2 separate regions of the Mus musculus genome follow, and region 1 is linked to region 2. The links are chromatin contacts, called in public promoter capture Hi-C maps. All regions are on one chromosome and are shown on one strand. The core of a region is the stretch at or near the end of the contact, and the rest is flanking DNA. Distances in the headings are between cores, read along the strand shown.

Region 1 (6,437 bases), core at 637-3,136, 550 kb before region 2:
GAAAGGTAGGAACACTAAGAGAAGTGGATGTATCAGAGAGGCGGGCCCAGCGAGATGGGGGAGGCTTCTCGTAGCTAACCACTCTTCCCACCAATCCAAAAGCTAAGATTGCCATCAAGTAAGTTAATAGATTCAAAAGGCTTATTTCTATTAGTCACAAGATGTTGGCTCCGACACAGAGGTGGACAAGAAATGGCTGTTCAAGCCAGGCGGTGGTGGCGCACGCCTTTAATCCCAGCACTTAGGAGGCAGAGGCAGGCGAATTTCTGAGTTCGAGGCCAGCCTGGTCTACAGAGTGAGTTTCAGGACAGTCAGGGCTATACAGAGAAACCCTGTCTTGAAAAACCAAAAAAAAAAAAAAAAAAAAAAGAAATGGCTGTTCCAGAGGGCCAAAATTAATCCAAGAAAAGGTAAACTAGCCTCTGAACCTGCAACATCCCAATCTCCCCCACAGTACTGAAATTGTCATCAGTCAGCCAGACACAGCTTCTTTTCAGTTTTCGTGCATACTTCCCATGAATTCTAGCTACCCACAAGCCCTCCTATGAATTCTAACCATCCTCAGCCTTCTGATAATTAATTCTAGCCACCTGTGCATCCTCCCATAAATGTCTGCTTGTCTCACTTGTGAACTGGAAGTGCAGTGGATGAGAGCCTTTAAGTATACACATGGAGCAAGGCACTGCAGGTGGTGCCTATCTATTGCTTTGTCACTGGCATCTGAGTACCCACAGCAATTAAATAGAGATAAGTCTTACCCCATTTCTGAAAGTTACTGTTAATATATATTAATATAAAATATAGATAATAATAAATAATGCCTTGATACCTGGCATGCACTATATGTTTGTTATGTTATAAATAGGGATCACTGGGGGCTGGTGAGATGGCTCAGTGGGTAAGAGCACCCGACTGCTCTTCCAAAGGTCCAGAGTTCAAATCCCAGCAACCACATGGTGGCTCATAACCATCTGTAATGAGATCTGACTCCCTCTTCTGGAGTGTCTGAAGACAGCTACAGTGTATTTACTGTATAATAAATAAATAAATATTTAAAAAAAAAAGAAAGAGAGGAAGGGCCAAGTAGCCCCTTAAAAAATAGGGATCACCATATTTCAAGGTATAAAGAATTCAGCAATGATATATCAACAGCAACCAATTTGCTAGGAATGATGGCCACCCTTTTAATCCTAACACTCAGGAGGCAGAGACAGATGGATCTCTGTGAGTTCCAGGTCACCCAGAGCTACAATTTTTTAAAAAACTAACTTTTAGAATGTTTAATTATTTGTATATGTTTATGTTTATATGAGTGCAGGTGGCTGAGGAGGCCAGAGACATCAGGGAGACTTGGAGCTAGAATTACAGGCAGTTGTGAACTGCCTGACATTGGTTCTGGGAACCAAACTCAGCTTCTCTGGAAAAGCAGTATATACTCTTAACCACTGAAAAGAAGGAAGGGACAACAAAGCGAATAATTATGAATGATAACTGCTCATCGACTGTATGCTAAGAACCATGCCAAGAGGTTCGCAGATTTCTCACTCACTCCTCCCAACCCCAGGAGATGGGGGTACTGCTGTCATCTCTTTTTCAGAAGAACTCAGGTCAAAGAGGTGACTTGCTCAGTCTTGCAGGACAGTAAAGACTTGAACCCAGTCAGAACCTATGAATTTTAACCACACTTCCAACCACGCCCACTCTAATTCTCCCCCACTTTCCTCGAGTCTGACCACGCCCACACAACATCCTCCCGCCCACTCTGGCGGCCACGCCCACAGCATCAAATGCATTGCCTTCTACCCCACTTTCTGCCCCGCCCCTCTTCCTCCAGACCACGCCCCTCGACGGCCTCGCCCACTCTAGTCAGTTGCCCTCAGGCCCCGCCCCTGGCCTCGCAGTCTCGAAAGACTTTCTCGCGCTTAGAGTCGCCATTTTGCTGTAAGACGCCGTGCGGAGCTCTGTGCTCTCTTCCTTCGGCAGCCGAGGCTGCGGCGGGCCGGGCTGGGGTCGGGACCAGGTAGGCGGGCGGGAGCCTCGGCGGGCGGACGGCGGGCCCCGCGAGCTCGCGCGGTGCCGGGCGGGAGCCATGGCCCTTGTTGCTCCGGGGCGAGCCCGGGGCCCCGTGTTCGGCTCCACCAGCCTTAGTGGATGATTGGGCTCCAATCAGACGTAGGAGGAGCGGCATAAGATACTCTGCAGAAAAATCTCTTCCTCAATCTGTTACATTATTGATAAGGATTTATTTTTCTTATATCGATATTGGCAGAGTTTGGGTGTTTAGCTTTTGTGAGGGATACGAAAATACTGAACCGAGCTTTGAGGCCTGAGGAAGTGTGAGTTCTAATGTTTTATGTTTTTTTTTTTTCTTTTTTTTTTTTTTTCTTGCGGTTCTGGAGTCGAATGCAAGGTGAAGCAATGCAAGCGGCCTGCCATTGACCCATCTCATGCCCTAGTGCTTAACAATTTAAATGCACAAATAAAAATAAAATAGGTGCGTGCCCCTAAGCCCCACTATAGGAAACCTTTCTTGTCTTTTAACTGCTGTAGTTTGTATCATTATTATCCAATTTTTGCAGAGATATGCACATTATATTCATTAGCTACTCTGTGGTTTAACATAGAACCAGTGTTTCTGTTCTTAAATAATCTTGCAGTTTGTGGGGCTTGATGGCACACCCCTTAATCTCAGAGACTGGTGAAAGGATCTTGAGGGCTCATGGTCCACAGAGCGAGTTCCTGGCAAACAGGGCTACAAAGTTGTTGGGGGTTTTTTGTTTGTTTGTTTGTTTGTTTGTTTTGTTTTGTTTTTAAATTGTACTTTCTATCATTGACAATATAGCTCTATACTTGGGATAAGCTCCAAGAATTGACAACACCAAAACATAGTTCTGTGCTCTTTCTTTGGCATTTAGTATGTATCTTTTTTTCTGATAAGGTATGTTTGCAATAGACATTTCAAAATCTGGGTATTTGATTCTATTGCCTGTAGTTCATCAGGTTGCCAAGTCATGCTCTGTATGACTGAGAGTCGCAACCTATTGTTGTATGCAGGGAACTGTATTGCATATCAGACTGCTACCCCACTCTGTCCTTCAGGGGCCACTGTTATGAGGAAGAGGTTACCTCGTATGACTTCGTTAAAGTCTGGGAAGTAATGTCAAACCTGTTTTCCTATTAAAACTGCTTCCCCAGGTGTGGGGGCTGGAGAACTGGCTGGTTAAGAATACTAGTTGTTCAAGACTGAGTCAGTTCCAGCACCCACCCACGTGACAGCCTACAACCACCTCTAATGCTAGACCCACCCAATCTGACACCCTCTGCTGGTCTCCAAGAGTACCAGGCACACGCGGTGTGCAGAGAAAACACCCATACACATTAAATGAATAAAAGTTACTTCTCCAAATTTAAAATAGTTTTAGATTTATTTCCTGCTTCTCCCAAGTTGTCACAAAAACAAAACAAAAAATCAAAACTCTCAGAACAGCATTAGCCATAAGAAAGCAAAATGCCAGTAACCACAGAATATGGAAGAGTAATGTGGTTTTATCTCTGCCCTGCAGTTTCTCAATTATTTTACTTTATTTTATTTTGGAGACGGAGGTTTCTCTGTGTAACAGCCCTGGCTATCTTGGAACTCTTTGTAGACCAGGCTGGCCTCAAATTCAGAGATTTGCCTACCTCTGCCTCCCAACCTCTGGGATTAAAGGTGTATGCCACCATGGCCAGGCCTCAACTTTTATTTTCTCCTTTTTATCTATTTATTCTTAATTAATTAACTAATTATTTGTATATTTATTGGTTTCTCAAGACAGGGTTTCTCTACGTAAACCTGGCTGTCCTGGAATTTGCTCTGTAGAACTGGCTGGCCTCCAACTTAGAAATCTACCTGCCTCTGCCTCCCAAGTGGTAGGATTAAAGGTGCCGACACCACCTGCCTGTGCTTTTTATTGTGTTGGTGATTAAACCCAGGCCTGCAGCACAAAGCACCTAATTTTCCACTAAAGTACACTTCTAATCCATTTCTGCAAGTCCGGCTTTTTTTCCCATGCTGGGGTTGGAACCCAGGCCCTGTGCATGATGGGCAAATGCTCTACCTACCATTGAAGCAGATTTTCCAGGAGTGAGTTAATGAAAGTAACTCCTGGATCCTCTTTGCTAAGGAATGATTTTCTTTTTTTCTTTTCTTTTTTTTTTTTTTTTTAAGATTTATTATTATATATAAGTACACTGTAGCTGTCTTCAGACACACCAGAAGAGGGAGTCAGATCTCATTACGGATGGTTGTGAGCCACCATGTGGTTGCTGGGATTTGAACTCAGGACCTTCAGAAGAGCAGTCAGTGCTCTTAACCGCTGAGCCATCTCTCCAGCCCCAACAAATGATTTTCAATTCTGTTTTCGAACTGTTGTGCCTGAAGTGAGGCTATGTTCAGCACACACTGGTTGAGCCTCTGCTGCCTGGACCTTCCATTTTGGTGGAGAAGCTTTTCCAAGCCTCTATCTTCATTGTCTGGGAGGTATGCAGGTCTAGGCTGTGGCTCAGGCCTGCTGTGGTGTAAGCCCACAGCTGTCTTCCTTTAGCCATCTTAGAAGGATTGGTTAGACAGTGGCTGCTTTAGGGAGGAAACAGCACAAATGGTGCGGCTTCATCATCTCTAGTATGAATGTTGAAATACAGTGGTGGTAAATCCATCTAAAACAAGTGATCTTCAGTGTGAGGACCTCTTCACTCATGAAGTCTGACAGGTTGTCTCATTCAGAGAGATGAATATGATTTGTTCTTTCAGTCTTGAAAGTCTCTGGAAAAGATTTGTTTTTATCCCTGCATAAATTTCATATTCTCGAGTAAGTTTAGGGTAACACAAAAGCAATTACAACACATGATGGGAGAGTGGAAACAGTCTCTGTACTCTCCATGTCACAGGGAAACTTTGTGCTAATGAACACTGCCGACTAGTGATTCTTAGCCTGATAAATAGCACATTGAAGTAGGAGGCTGGTCTTGGTAGCACATGCATGCCTTTAATCTCAGTATTTGGGAGGCAGGTGGATATCTTTGAATCTGAAGCCAGCCTTGACTCCATAATGAGTTCCAGGCTAGCCAGGGCTACATAGAGAGTCCCTGTCCCAAAAAAACCAAAACACTGTTGGAATTTCTAAGTGGGAGGGAAAGTGGAACTGGAGGCAGCTCTTAGAGGTGAACAGCTTGTGAGTTGGGCAGTCATAGTGATTGTTCTGATGCCCTTTCTAGGTTCATGCCCTGCCTGCCCCTGCTGTTCAAGGGTGGGCATACATTAGGATTTGGCATGGAACCCAAGGCATGCCTCGTGCTAGGCAAGCCTTCCACTGTTAAGCTACACTTCAACCCTTATGTCAGAGTTTACAAGCTGTTGCTCTGGGTTCAGTTTTGGAGACCAGGCAGACTGCTCTGTTCATTTGAGCCACAAAAGGAAAGTCTTCAAGAGATGTCCTGGAGGAGTACAGGGTAAAGAGAGGCTGGGCTGTTGTGTGTGTGAGAGTAGAATGTTTCCTTTAAATCCTCAAGGAAAGAACCACAGGCTGCAAGGAGAGGAAGACTGGTTCTAAGGTAGAAATTGGGGTGATGGGCCTCAGATGAGGGCTCCAATCCTAGGGACTGGAATCCTGTAGACCTAGAAGAGAGAGGCCGAAGTATATATAAGAGCCCTTCCTACCCCTTAATACTTTATGCTGCCTCGGATCCTCTCAGGGTCTCTTGTATTGTTATTTAGGAACTTCTTATTTGAAGTTTAGGGGCGTAATGGCCACCCCAGGCATTTTACTGATTATTAATTTAGTAGATAACCAAGACTGTTATGAACTACTGTGTGGTTGCTGCAAGCCTAAGCTGGGTCCTCTGCGAGAACTGCAGGTGCTCATAGCCCTCACCCCCTCACTCCAGCCCTGCTGATACAGTGGTTCTTTTCCACTACCCCATTTTTTAAGCTAAGCCCCATTCTCTGAAAGCCAGGATTGAAATATGTGTTACAGAAGGAGCAGAGTAAGTTTTCAGGCTTTGTGGCTGTGCTCAGTACATCTAGAAATGATATTGAAATGGTTCAGGCTTTTGAAGGACTGGGCTTGACTGAGTAGTATCTGTGGACTCCTGGTCCACAGCCACTTTTCACAGTGTGCACCAGTGGACTCCTTACCAACATTAGTTGGTTGGCTGTGCAGACATTTGTGACATAATAACTTCAGAGAAATTGAACTGTAGCTTGTGTTGGAACCCTGGACTTTCCATTTAGAATATCCCTTAAAGGCTGCTCTGCTACACATGTGCTCTCCTAGCCTGGTGATCCCACTGTATGTGTGCATGAAGCCTGTCTTAGATGATGATCCACTGACCACAACATAGCCACACTGTGGAAGTTGAGGCAGCACTTAGGAAGAATAGAATAGCTTGTCCTATAACTC
Region 2 (6,626 bases), core at 2,191-4,690:
GTCCTCGGCTCTGGGCTGTGCTTCCGCACCAGCGCCCTGGCAGTGACTCCACCACTATGCTAATTTTATTTGGATAAAGACTTCTCCTAGAGACTGGAAAATGCATTCCCACCGGAAAGTCCCCTTTTCTGACTTAGCTGGCTAGGCCTTTCTTATGTCTTTAGACATCTGAAGACAGGTGACACTATTCTGCAGTGAACCACACTCATTTTAAGCAGAATCTGCCAGGAGGAAGGGGGCAGGGAGGGGGGCTTCTTGGCAACTCTCCAGTCCCACCTACTTACAAAATGGGACAGGTTCCTTGCCGGTAAACCTTCCAGGAGCCGTGCAACCAACTTTTTGGATTAAGTTGTTGGATGCATACAGACCATGATTTCACTCTCAACCTAATTAAAGAAAAACTAGCATCAAAATTCCCACACACCCTTCCTGGCTACACCGTTGTGCTCAAACGTGCTGGTTGCCTGGCAAAGCTGAAGTGAGCTTCTTAGCTTTTAGATTAATGTGTCCACCCCAGTGGAACACAGGCCAGTGCCAACAAAAGTCTTTCAGACTCTCAGGTTCTTGTGCAAAATTGCAGAGGTGGTTGCTGCTTCCAGTACAGTAAATGAGGATGGCAAGTTGGGGTGGCTGTCGCAGGGGGACAACTTGACCATACCCAGCAAAGTCCTCTTGAAAGTGTTTATAGGGCATGGTGGGATGGCTCACCACGCTCATTCACTGCTCATCCAAACCACTCAGGTCTGAGTCCCAGTCCCTTACTTGTAACGGCAGCTCCAGGGGATCCGATGCCTCTGTAGGCACTTACACTCCCATACAGACAATTACACAATCACACACAGGCACACACCCATACACGCAACTAAAAATAATCAAAATAGATCTTTATGCTGAAAAAAACATATAATTAAATGTTTTAAAGGGTAAGTCTGTGTAGAAGTAGCAAAGGTCTGTGCAGGAATTTCTAGTACCTGCAGCATCCTGGGCACCACAAACAAGAAGGTGCTTACTGTTTGCATGTGACACCCACATTGGGAACAGTCTAAGAGCCCCGGAGCCCTGGACAGTCTAAAGGAACCCTGTGGCATCCGTGTGATTGGTTATTTAGAAGTAAGGCAGAAAACTACCAAGCACATTCACAAAGGCTCTGCCTGCCCTACATGTGTTACCTAAACATTGGGTGTAGTGTGTGTGCATGAGTGAAAGAAAAGTGGGGGTAGCCTTGGTGTGAGGGCAGGGGGCGACTGGGGAGAAAAATAATTGGTGACTTTTCTCTCTTCCTCCATCTCTCTGTTTCTCTCTTCCTCCATTTCTCCTTCCCTCCCTCTCTGTCCCTCCATCCCTCACACCTCTCTCTTCCTCCACCCCTCCTTCCCTCCCTCTCTTTCTTCCCCTCTTTCTCTCTCTTCCTCCATTCCTTCTTCCCTCCCTCTCTTTCTTCTCTCTCTCTCTCCCTTCTCCCCTCCCTCCCTCCCCCCTCTCTTGCTCCCTCTCCCTCTCTTCCTCCATTCCTCCTTCCCTCCCTCTCTCTTCCTCCCTCTCCCGGAACCTGTACATCATAAACGTGCTTCTACAGCCACACTACACCCCAGCTGCAGTGACCTTGCTTTTCATTTTTCATGACTTTTGACATCTTGCAATGCGCTTATTTTCCTGAATGTCTATTGCATCTTTGTGCAGAGAAACCTGGCCATGATGCAGAATGAAACAAGAGAGGATGCATTTCAAAGCACTTCCTCTCTCTTCCCAAGAAGCCGTTTCTACTACACAGAGAACCATAGTCACGGGTACCAAACCCTCACCCTCCTTCCAGAGATGGTTGGTCCAGCACCATATGATATTTAACACTGCAATGTGGAGGAAGCTCTTGCAATTGCACACAAAAATACAAGTGCTCCCCAAGCCTCACCCCCATATAAATCTACATAAATATAGTGTTTGACGATGTCAGACATGAGTGCCTGATTTTGCATGCAGATTCTTTCCACCACCACCCTCACCTATTCATGTTGACCCTTAGACTTCCTACCCTGGGAAGAGGCATCCAGGGTTCAAATCTGGACATGCCACGCCCCTTTCCTTGTGATCCACCAGGAGACCGGACAGTGCCTTCACTGGGCCAGTTTGTCCTGCCAGCCGGTGGGCCAGGTCCTTCCTGATAGCCAGAGCTTCAAGCAGAGCCACACAGCCTCAGCCACTAAACACAAAGGTAGGGTCCTCGGAGGAGAAGGGCCTCGTGTGAATGCAGCTGGACAGGGCTGGGCTTGCCCCTCCATGTCGTCTCTCAAAACTAAGTGGGCTTTAAGGAACTAGGTCCCTGGGCCCCCTCTGTGAGGCAGTTAACCACGGTGCTGTCTGCGGAGTTACTGACCGTTGGGTGGAGCCACATTTGATGCTGCACCTGGCACCTGAATGGGACACAAGCCGGCTTTCCTCTCTCAGAACCAGCCAGCCTTAAAGGTTATACCCGCCTTCCAGACCCGTTCACACTCAGCGCCTTCTCCCCACTCCCTTCAGTTTCAGAAAACCGCCATAGTGGAGCTGGTGAGATGGTTCAGTGGGTGAAGTCCTTGCTTGGAAAGCATGAGAACCCAAGTTTGGGTGCCAAGATGCCAAATAAAGCTAGATGTGGGTGCACATTTCTGAAATCTCACAACTCCTGCTATAAGATGGGGGCCAGAGACAGGAGACTCCCTGGAACCTCACAGGCCAACTGTCTTGGTGTACCTGGATAGCAGTCAATAATAAAGAATAGACCCTGCCTTGAACAAAGTAGAAGGCAGGGACTGACAACCAAGGCTGTCTACTGACCTGCACACATGTCATGGCACATATACCTGTATGGTGCACGCACACACACACAGAAACACACACACACAGACACACACATGAGGGAAGGTGGAGAAAGAGGAGCAGAAAAGAGAGAGATTGATTTTTAAATGCACCCTAATAGTGGTCACGAAAAAAGGTCAGTTATGCGTCTGTTCCACGGGTGAGAAGAGTAGGACTGATGGCATTAAGCATGCTGCCTTTGCCCTCACAGGTGACAAGCACTGAAATCAGGCTGCTCCCAAGTTGCACACACTCAGCTACTCAGCCCTGCCGCCTTTCTAGGGGCTGAGAGGCTTGGCAGGGCACAGGTCTCTCACCCAAAGGACACCTCTGTTCCTGTGTCTTTGAGGGTCTCTGGGACTCTCTTGGTCCAATGTCGGAAGGTGACAGACCTCTGGTGCTTGGCATTCAGTGCACCCAGTCAGGAAATGCTGACCTGTCAGAGTCTGGACTAGTTGCCCTCAGAGTGGACGCAAGTCTCAGCCTTTCAAAGTCCTCGCTCCAAGCAGGCTATATGTACTTGTCTGCTCCCATCTAGAGACGAAGTAAGAGAGATGGGGTAGGTTACCTTCTACACAGTCCTCTCCAGCAGCTGGAACTCCTGGAATAAGCAAGAGCCAAGAGAGAACACATTTAAGGACCCTTCTCCCCGCCCACTTGGACCTCAGAGTCCTTCCCCAGGAAGTTCGCGTGACGAAGATAAAACAATATTCAAATGTGGGTGCAGCATAATCCAGACCTCTGCTTCACACGGGTTTTGAAGATTGTGTCTTGGGCTGTCTGTTTTGTTCTGTTCTGAAATGCAAGATGGGCCTGTGAAAGTTTGTGTGGGCTCTTAGCCAGCCCTCAAAAGAAGCCTGTGTTTGCCCTGGGCGTGGGGGCCACTGAGTAATCCAGCCTGGCATGGAGTTCATGCTTTTCCTGCTTTTGCCAGATGCTGGTCCCTGCGTCCCCTGTTATGTAAGGTCTACAGCGTGTAAGCCGCAGTCACGCAGTTGTGGGCACAGCACCCAAGAAAGGCAGAAAAATCACATCCCACTCTGTCACCGCCGTATGCACAAGGGTCCCACTGAGGCACAGACACAACCTACTGGTTGGAGATGTCTAAAGGCATCCCCAGTAGTAAGTGGATCTGTTCCCTCAAAGATTAGTGGAAAACATGGCCAGGCCCCACCAGAACTGCCAGGAATTTCCTCTCTGTATCACCCAGGGAGGACAGAACCTGGAAGTCCCTTTCTGTATGTTTAGCCAGTGTTCTCTGAGCCCCTGGCCTGTGCCACACTGTGGTGTATAGGGTGACATGAGTCACCACCATCGGCACAGCCCACAACTGCTCTGTCACGGGGCTCCTCGACCTCTTTCTACCAGGCCCCTTTGCCCTCTCACCCACCCACTGTTTTTGCATTTCAGTTCTCTGAAAGGACAAGTTCCCACCAAGCCTGTGTTCTTGCTCTCCCCGAAATCTGCACACGCCATGGCTCTGCTCCAACATCATATCACATAGCAACACTTTGTCCTGTCAGTCTTTTCCTCCAGAGCAGCTATGCCCTCTGGCACCCTGTGTCTACAGTTATCGGTAATAAGATTATAATGGAGTTGGAAATTTCTCTTGTCCGTTGGTTTTGTGCCATAGCAGCGGCTGCAGCAAGGCACAACACACACATTCCAGTAACCAACACCTGGGGCTAACTACTGACTTAGTGCCTTTTGCATTTGCTCTTTACCTTATCATAAAGGGTCCCCCTCTGATCATCACAAGGAAAGGAGAGGAGAAAGGAAAACAGCGTGCCACATGAGGCCAGCAGCTGCCCATGCATACCGTGGTTACCACATAATTTCCTCTTCTTGACCTAATTTTGTGCTACTTTGTTCATGGTGGCCCTGGAGCAGTGGCTGAGCTGTGTAGTAAGTCTACACCAGCCCTGTCTGTTTAAGTGTGTTTTATGATATCCGCACAGAGGCAAAATTGCCTGCTGAAAACATACCCTTGTAGTTAATTAACACAGCAGTTTTGTGCTGGCTGCTACTTGCCTCTCTTTCTGGCCCTCCCTCACCAAACAGAACTGGATCTGCTATGGGCTGGAAATCTGAGAAGTGAACACTTAGTAAACATTTGCTAAATGGTGAAATAAAGAAAACACAAATTTCAAAACACCGTGAAAAGTAGTAATGATGGGGGTGTGCATTAGTGATGGGGGTGTGCATTAGTGATTGGTGGAGGTCTGCATTAGTGATGGGGTGTGCATTAGTGATGGGCGTGTGTATTTGTGATGATGAGGGTGTGCATAGGGACACCCCAAGGCAGAGACAGGTCTTCAGACAAGGAACAGCCGGTTAAGGAAAGATACAGGAAGCAGAAGAGTGTGACTGCTAATGGTTGTCACCCATACAATTGATGTGTCTGTGGCCTGCAGGAGGTAAGGAGTCCCATGGACTGGGTTAGGCCATGGCCTGGGGAGCAGCAAGCAGCTGGTCAGATGGACACATCTAGTAATTGTTTGGTTTTGCTTCTGTCGTGATCAATGACAATGGTATCTTGCTACTGCTTAATGTAGGTCAAGTAGCCTCGGAACCATTTAAATTGTTGAAGAACAAAGTCTCCAGGGTTGTTTCCTCTTCTTTTTTCGGTTAAAAAAAAATGCCTTAGGGATGAATGTGGTGAACAGTAGAGTGCTTGCCCAGTACGGAGCATTATAGAAAAGGAATGTTCCAGTTCTGGAATAGCTTGACTGTAACAGAAACTTGCAGATGCCTGCTGTCCAATGTTAATGTTTGTTTTGCAAGCCCCGATAATCCATTCACAATACCTGCTTCCAGTTTTCCCTGCCCTGGCTGCTAGGCCACCACCAGTCTGCTCATCCTGGCCACTTACACTCCCATGATACCTCCTTAAACACATTAGATGGATTTTTGTTGGTGAAAGGCTGTCTCTCTTCCCACTTGACATTTATTACTGCCCTTTGTTGCTTCATGGGAGAAAATGCAATCTTTGAGTCCCTGAAGGTTTGACCTTGGCAACAGCAATCCCTGGGCCACAGCCCTTGACCTGACTTAAGATGTTTTTGGCTTATGTTGGTTTGTTAGCCTTCTGTCCATGAAGGACCATCTGCATATGTTAGCATCAGCCATGAGTTAGAAAAGTCCCTGACTCTTTGCTGCCAGACCTCCGCCATCATGGGTCACATGCACGCTCCCGGGAAGGGCCTGTCCCAGTCAGCGCTGCCCTACCGCCATAGCGTCCCCACGTGGCTGAAGTTGACGTCTGATGATGTGAAGGAACAGATTTACAAATTGGCCAAGAAAGGCCTGACTCCCTCCCAGATAGGTGTAATCCTGAGGGACTCACACGGGGTGGCCCAGGTCCGTTTTGTGACTGGAAATAAAATCTTGAGAATCCTCAAGTCCAAAGGCCTTGCCCCTGACCTCCCCGAGGATCTCTACCATTTGATTAAGAAAGCTGTTGCTGTCCGAAAGCACCTTGAGAGGAACAGAAAGGATAAGGATGCTAAATTCTGCCTGATTCCGATAGAGACCAGAATTCACCGATTGGCTTGATACTTTAAGACTAAGCGGGTGCTCCCACCCAATTGGAAATATGAGTCATCCACAGCATCTGCTCTAGTGGCATAAATGCTGTTGTGTGCACAAGCAATAAAATCACTTTGAGTAAAAAAAAAAAAAAAAGAAAAGAAAAGTCCCTGAAATCAGAATAAGCAAGCAAGACCCATGGTGAGAACCTCACACACCCCACAGACACTTGAAGCTTCAAGTCAGACAGGAAAAAACTTCTCCAG

The links. Promoter capture Hi-C pulls out the DNA fragments that hold promoters and counts their contacts.
Region 1: a promoter capture Hi-C map of embryonic stem cells shows a contact between it and region 2, with 3 times the contacts expected there. The contact joins the promoter of Prpsap2 here to the promoter of Aldh3a1 in region 2. A contact is called at or near these places in 3 of 39 promoter capture datasets (cranial neural crest, embryonic stem cells and frontonasal cranial neural crest) and 2 of 9 other capture datasets (adipose tissue and embryonic stem cells).

The regions. Positions count from the first base shown.
Region 1 is chr11:61,757,537-61,763,973 of GRCm38.p6, reverse strand. Prpsap2 (phosphoribosyl pyrophosphate synthetase-associated protein 2) reads left to right here and starts at 1,886. Exons shown (of 12, transcript NM_144806.2): 1 at 1,886-2,020.
Region 2 is chr11:61,205,556-61,212,181 of GRCm38.p6, reverse strand. It overlaps Aldh3a1 (aldehyde dehydrogenase family 3, subfamily A1), which reads right to left and starts at 3,440. Exons shown (of 11, transcript NM_001112725.1): 1 at 3,401-3,440. It also overlaps the pseudogene Rps13-ps5.